Regions from separate parts of the Zea mays genome. Here region 2 is linked to region 1. A link is a contact called in public Hi-C data. All regions are on one chromosome and are shown on one strand. Each heading gives the region's core, a stretch centred on a gene start, on an enhancer-like site or on the middle of the called end of the contact. The rest is flanking DNA. Distances are from core to core; before and after follow the strand shown. Region 1 has its middle 100 kb from the start of LOC542585. Region 2 holds the start of LOC100502220 (Zinc finger CCCH domain-containing protein 59).

Evidence for each region. A called contact is a pair of places that touch in the nucleus more often than the background predicts.
Region 2: a contact with region 1 is called in a Hi-C map of endosperm, with 2.4 times the contacts expected there. The contact joins the promoter of LOC100502220 here to the enhancer-like site in region 1. A contact is called at or near these places in 4 of 25 Hi-C or Micro-C datasets (bundle sheath, ear, endosperm and 1 more).

The regions. Positions count from the first base shown.
Region 1 is chr3:7,428,598-7,431,837 of Zm-B73-REFERENCE-NAM-5.0, reverse strand. No RefSeq gene overlaps it. Among protein-coding and RNA genes, the nearest start is that of LOC542585, 100 kb to the left of the region's middle. Within about 2 kb of position 1,732, at least 4 of the 20 cell types and tissues checked have an H3K27ac peak or open chromatin away from gene starts, as enhancers often do. A contact at or near this core is called in endosperm, where this site is marked.
Region 2 is chr3:7,537,458-7,540,697 of Zm-B73-REFERENCE-NAM-5.0, reverse strand. It overlaps LOC100502220 (Zinc finger CCCH domain-containing protein 59), which reads left to right and starts at 1,803. Exons shown (of 7, transcript NM_001196697.1): 1 at 1,803-2,203; 2 at 2,298-2,393; 3 at 3,049-3,138; 4 at 3,222-3,240. The coding sequence starts at 1,856.

The sequences.
Region 1 (3,240 bases), core at 483-2,982:
GTCACCAGACAGACTGACGGTAACCGCACCTTGACCACCGGACCGTCTGATGGCTCCTTTCACCAGTGAAGAAACACAGAGCGCCAAATTATCCGTCGTGTACCACCGGACTGTTCGACGGTCCTCGGATCAAGTGGCACCAATCGATTCGCTGCTCTACAGAAATTGTTTTTCTTCCGTACTTCGACTTGAATGACTTCTTCTTTGCTCGAGTGGCTGTGTAATGTTGTTTTGAGTTTATATAGCTACTAGTTAGCTAGTGTGAGCCCATTGTGGTGTGTTCTTGGTGCTTTGAGTCGAGTGTTTTCAAGTGAATTTTTTCCCCTCTCATTCACCAATCACCATCCTCTGATCCTTCATCGAACATACATGCATGAATTACATACATTTATATGTTCTTGCTGTTAGTTGGAGGTTAGTTCGAGGAAATGAAATGAGTGTTATATTTTTCAACCGAGAAATAAATTAAGTGCAGTGAAGAAGGGTGGTTTCATATCTCAATCAGATGGTCCGGTTCGTATCATCTGTTCCAGTGATGTCGCTCTCGATCTGTGTATAAATAAAAAAGATTTTTTTTTATGGAAAAAAGAGTTCTACTTCTGCGCATGCCTGTTTCATACGTGATGCAGTTTATGTGCTCTTAATGGAGCATGTCAAGTTGTCAACTCATCATTAACCTGAAAAAAGCAAGGTCAACTCGTCAGGAGCTGAGAAAGAATTTATACAGGTTATATATATATATATATATATATATATATATATATATATATATATATATATATATATATATATATATATATATATATATATATATATATATATATATATATACACACACACACTGCAATAAACTACAGGAATGTTTGTTTGATGGAACTGACAAGTTAGCAGCAGGAGCAACGTCGCAGCGACAATATATTGACACCAAAGTCAGCAGCTCCACATTAGCATCACGATTGGCTGAGCAATTTCTTCTTCAACTTCAGAAGAATAGTGAAGAGGGCATGCCAAAGAAACGGTCAAATGTATATATGCAAACCACGAGTTCTGGAGATATGAACTGCATTTTTATTACTTGTCAGCGCATCCTCTAGAAGTCAAGCACACCTGATAATATTGATAACATGTCCATTTAGTTGTTTCTGCAAATTATACTAGTATTTAATATGATCGAAAGAACTTGGACGAGGACGATGAACCATTTACATCCGTCCGTGGAAATTCTAGTATTCTAAAGTCAACTAGTACTAAAAAAAACTCCAAATATATTATATTTATGCTTTTTCAACGACCTATAATATTGCTCAGTACTAAGCATGGAGTGCTGATAACAAAAGATGAGAAACATTTTAATCATGTTGACAATTTCATACGAAAATAAAAATATAAACAGGGTTATTTTGTGTCTGCCCTCAGCCCCTCACATACTTAGATGATTGAAAGTCCACAGCTCCAGGTGCAATGATACAATTCGTCATGCTGGTAGCATGTTACTGTCGACATGTCTTCTGTACAATTGCGCCTGATGGATCTTTTTCTCTCTCTCTCGAACGTGCACTGCATGTATTTCATTAAGAAGAGTGCACTGCATGTGTCAAATGACTGGAAGTAACGGAATGACATGTGGCATCTGAAAAATCATCAGCTACCATCCAAGGTGCGTCAGTGCAGAGCGGGACGTGATCCTTGGAGTTGCTCCGGCTCCTACACTGTGGATTTGGTTCGTTGCTAAGAAGAGCAGCCTGACCTGCATCTACCAGCCAGGTCGTTGCGTAGTGTGATAGGCTAGCTAAATGCATGCAGCCACTTTTGGCGCTTGTTTGGTTGGTATATTTTATATCGATTTGCATCTACCAGAGAGGTGCTAAGTAATTTTTACTTTGATTGAATCGATTGTATAGTACTTGTTTTTACTTTGATCGAAACTAAAGCCGGAGCATACTTGTCGGGACCATAATTAGGGGTACCCCAACAGTGCATAAACTCGGCTGGTAATCACCATCAGCACAAGCTGCAGAGCCTGATGGGCGCAATTCAGGTCAAGGCTCCGTCCACTCAAGGGACATGATCTCGCCTCGCCCGAGGGTCTCCTCAAGCAACGGGCGCACCCTCGACTCGCCCGAGGCCCAGCTCGGGCAGGCTTCGCACTGAAGCAACCTTGGTCAGATCGCCTCGCCAACCGACCGTATCGCAGGAGCATTCAATGCGAGGATCGCCTGACACCTTATCCTGACGCGCAGTCCTCAGTCGACAGAGCCGAAGTGACCGCAGTAACTTCGCCCTTCCACTGACCGACCTGACAAGAAAGCAGCGCCGCCTGCCCCGCTCCGACTGCTGTGCCACCCGCCAGGGTGAGGCTGACAGCAGCTGAGTCCAGCCTCAGGCACCACAGGAAGCTCCGCCTCGCCCGACCCCAGGGCTCGGCCCCCGCCTCGGCCTCGGAAGATGGACTCCGCCTCGCCCGATCCCAGGGCTCGGCCCCCGCCTCGGCCTTGGAAGATGGACTCCGCCTCGCCCGACCCCAGGGCTCGACCTCGACCTCGACCTCGGAAGGTGGTCTCCGCCTCGCCCGACCCCAGGGCTCGACCTCGACCTCGACCTCGGAAGGTGGTCTCTGCCTCGCCCGACCCCAGGGCTCGACCTCGACCTCGGACGGAATTGCGTCCTCGCTCGACCCCGGCCTCGGCCTCAGGAGGAGTCTCCGCCTCGCCCGACCTTGGGCTCGGACCTACCACGCCGCAGGGGGTGCATCATTACCCTACCCCTAGCTAGCTCAGGCTACGGGGGAACAAGACCGGCGTCCCATCCAGGCTCGCCCCAGTAAACAAGTAATGATGGCACCCCGCGTCCGCCCATGACGACGGCGGTTCTCAGCCCCTTACGGAAGCAAGGAGACGTCAGCAAGGTCCCAGCAGCCCCGACAGTTGTGCTTCTATAGGGCTCAAGCGCTCCTCCGACGACCACGACATCGCATGCACAGGGCTCTAACACCTCTCCGACAGCCATGTTGGCATGTACATAGGGCTCTGACTCCTCTTTACCGGACACGTTAGCATACTGCTACACCCCCATTGTACACCTGAACCCTCTCCTTACATCTATAAAAGGAAGGTCTAGGGCCCTCGTACGGGAAGGTGGCCGCGCGGGAGGACGGGCTGACGAACAGGCTCTCTCTCCCTCCCTCGCGAACGCTTGTAACCCCCTACTGCAAGCGCATCCGCCCTGGGCGCAGGATAACAC
Region 2 (3,240 bases), core at 554-3,053, 110 kb before region 1:
AACATAGTAGAGCATAAAACAGTACGTATTCTAGTCTTGGATTATGTGAAGATTCCAAAATTCCGTTATCTATGACTTCCTTGCTATTTGTAGATATCAGAGATATTGGTGGAAACGAATCGAATATACACGGATACGAATTCGAATGTCACAATTTACCATATTTTAGTCCAAATTCAGATACAAATTCGAGTATCTTCAGATACGAATACAAAATGGATAGTCGATTCCGAATTCTTATTTGGATATTTACTCAATTCAATTCAAACAACATACCCTAAAATTTAACTTACGTATATTTTGATTTTTATTTAAGTACAAGTTTATATATAGTCAATAAATAGTCAAAACAAATTTAAATTAAAATAGATTTCTCGTGATCCTCCATATCCAAGTCAACAAAACTATATAAATAATATTTTTAAACTATCGAAGCATGTAACAAAAGATAAACAACTATGTGATATTTAATAAGTGACATTTGTAGAAATATAAGTATATTAGAATTGATATAAAATAGTAAATGTTCTAAGAAAAACTAATTTTCCGTTCTAAAATGAATGAATGTCCTATATAAATATGTGTACTAAAACTTAAATAAAATCATGAAGAAATTTATCTATATATTGTAAAGTGGAGAGTTATAGTTAAATGTTTATGGAACTTCGTTGAGATGTGTTCACTGTATAGATAAAGTGGAGAGTTATAATTGAATGTTTATGAAACCTATTGAATTTTATTATTGAATATCACTAGTATATTATTAAACTTAAAGTCATTTTAATTAGAAATTAGTGATAAAGTTAAGTTTTAAATGGTTCCATGAAACATATTTTTTTCACGGATATAGATAGTATCGGATACTTCATGGTTTTTTCGAATACGAATATGAAATCAGATAGAGAAAAATACTGTAAATCGAATTCGAATACATCCATGTGACATCCATATTGAAATCGAATACGGATACAGATATCCATATTAGCAGTTTTAGCGGATACGAATACGGATAATTCGGATCTCCAGACATCAATTTCTAGCCCTAATTGGCGAAGTGACATACTAAAAAGACAAAAGTGTCACTAAGGGGTGTTTGGTTTGCCCCTGCTAAAATTTAGCCCCTATCACATCGAATGTTTGAACCTCCGTTCGGGGTATTAAATGTAGTCGGATTATAAAACTAATTTGTCAGCCGAAGATTAAAAGACGAGACGAATCTAGTCCAGTTGGTTGGGTCTATATTTCATACTCCTATTTAAAAGTCAAACGCTTGATGTGACCCGGGCTAAACTTTAGCAGGATCAACCAGACACCCCCTAAAGTATAACCAACAACAAGTGTCAGACAAGGATATTCTAGATTTTAACTAGACAAGGATATTTTAGATTTTAACTATAAAAAATACGGAGTCTTAAAATATTTGGATTATCCAAAGGAACGAAACAGGCCCTAGTACATACTCCAATGCTAAGGCCCTGTTCCAATCCCGTGAGATAAACTTTAGCAGCTTTTTTTTAGCTACTTTTAGCCATTTGTAATCTAAACATGAGAGCTAATGGTGATAATTAAAACTAAACTTTAGTACTTCAATTCATATAGCTAAAGTTTAGCCGGAAGCTAAAGTTTATCCCATGAGATTGAAACGGGCCCTAAGAATAGTAGGAGTACAATCCCGGTTCCCATCAATACGTTTTACGGGTCGGACGCTAGATGCGGTATATATAATAAGCGTACTCTCAACTCTTGAGAACCGCCTCTACCCGCACCGCGCTCTTCTTCGGATCTTTCCCTAGCCGCGCGTACGCGAGACTAGCCCTAGCCGCGCGTACGCGAGACACCAACCACCGGCGCCGCTATGCCGATCTCCTCCACGCTCGCCACACGCCTCCGCACCGGTCATTCTTCCGCACCCAAACCCGCACGGCGGAGCCCCTACACCAGACCCAAGCCCAGCGGCGGCGCCAAGGCCTCCCGCCCTTCCCCCCGCCTTGATCCAGCGACCACGAGACCTCTCGAACCCTCTCAGAAGGCGGTGCGATCCGGTTTGGGTCGCCGTGCCGAGCCCGATGTGCCCGACGCGCGCGCGGCTGAGTCGAAGCCGAAACTGGCGCATGGAGACGATAGGCCGCCCCTTGAGGAGAAGCGCCGCTGCAGCGGTGAGGGCGGATTCGTCTTCCTCTGCGCCCTTGCTGGACACACCGAGGTGCGCGCTTCCCCCATCTCTCTGAAAATTCTCTATCTCGACGCGATCGCCAATTTCTGTGGTGGAGTCTTACAGTAATCATAAAATCTGATAGGCTATCGGTGGGATTTCTCTGCCGTCTGGTTCGAACAAGCTCTACTCCGGCAGCGTCGACGGATCTGTTCGCATCTGGGACTGCAATTCCGGCAAGGTAGCTTGGTTCTCGGCTTCCGACGATGTATCTGATTATGCACGGGTTACCAACAATATCTCTGATATGCACGGGCTACCAACAATATCTCTGACTATGGACGAGTAACGGGCTGCTTCCACGGAGGTTCCAGTGAGGAGGTTGTCATTGTTCGTGGTGGTTCATGTGCTGATTAGCAATGTGTGCACCCTATGGAACCAACCATAACCGAATGGTGACTCCTGATTTTTTTTCTGATTGGTTGTGCCTAAATCACCAATCGTCAGCGGATCTCTTATGATTAGTTGGGTGATCCTGTGCTCCTGGTTTGGATTGGATGCTATCTGTCAGGCTAGCCTTGTTGCTATATATTGGAGGCTCTTCGCCTGCTTCGGTTACCCGTTTGCTTGGTATCAGTTTGTGGCGCTATCTGGTTGGTTGTCACTTGGTTGATACATATGGTTGCATGATCTGCAAGTGAATCTTCAGAGATTACAGCTATCTCATTAGTGGATAGTCATGCATTTATGTAAAAAAATAGCAATGAGAAAAAAGAACAAAGTAAAGAAAAAGAGAAAATATAGATAGAGATATGTGGGAGTATATCCAAGAGGATGGAAAAAAAATATAATCTGTTATCATATTACAATTTTTGTTCTTAATGTTTCTGCAATAGTGTGTTGATGTCATCAAGATGGGAGGCAAGGTTAGCTGCATGATCACCCATGGCCCATGGGTACTCATTGGAATTCCAAAGTTTGTGGAGGTGACATTCTGATTCTAGTGAGAGTACACCTTTATTTTGTATTATGTATGGTGACATTGAGGGGTGACTTTGCTTGGTACAAGGCATGGAACACAAAGACAG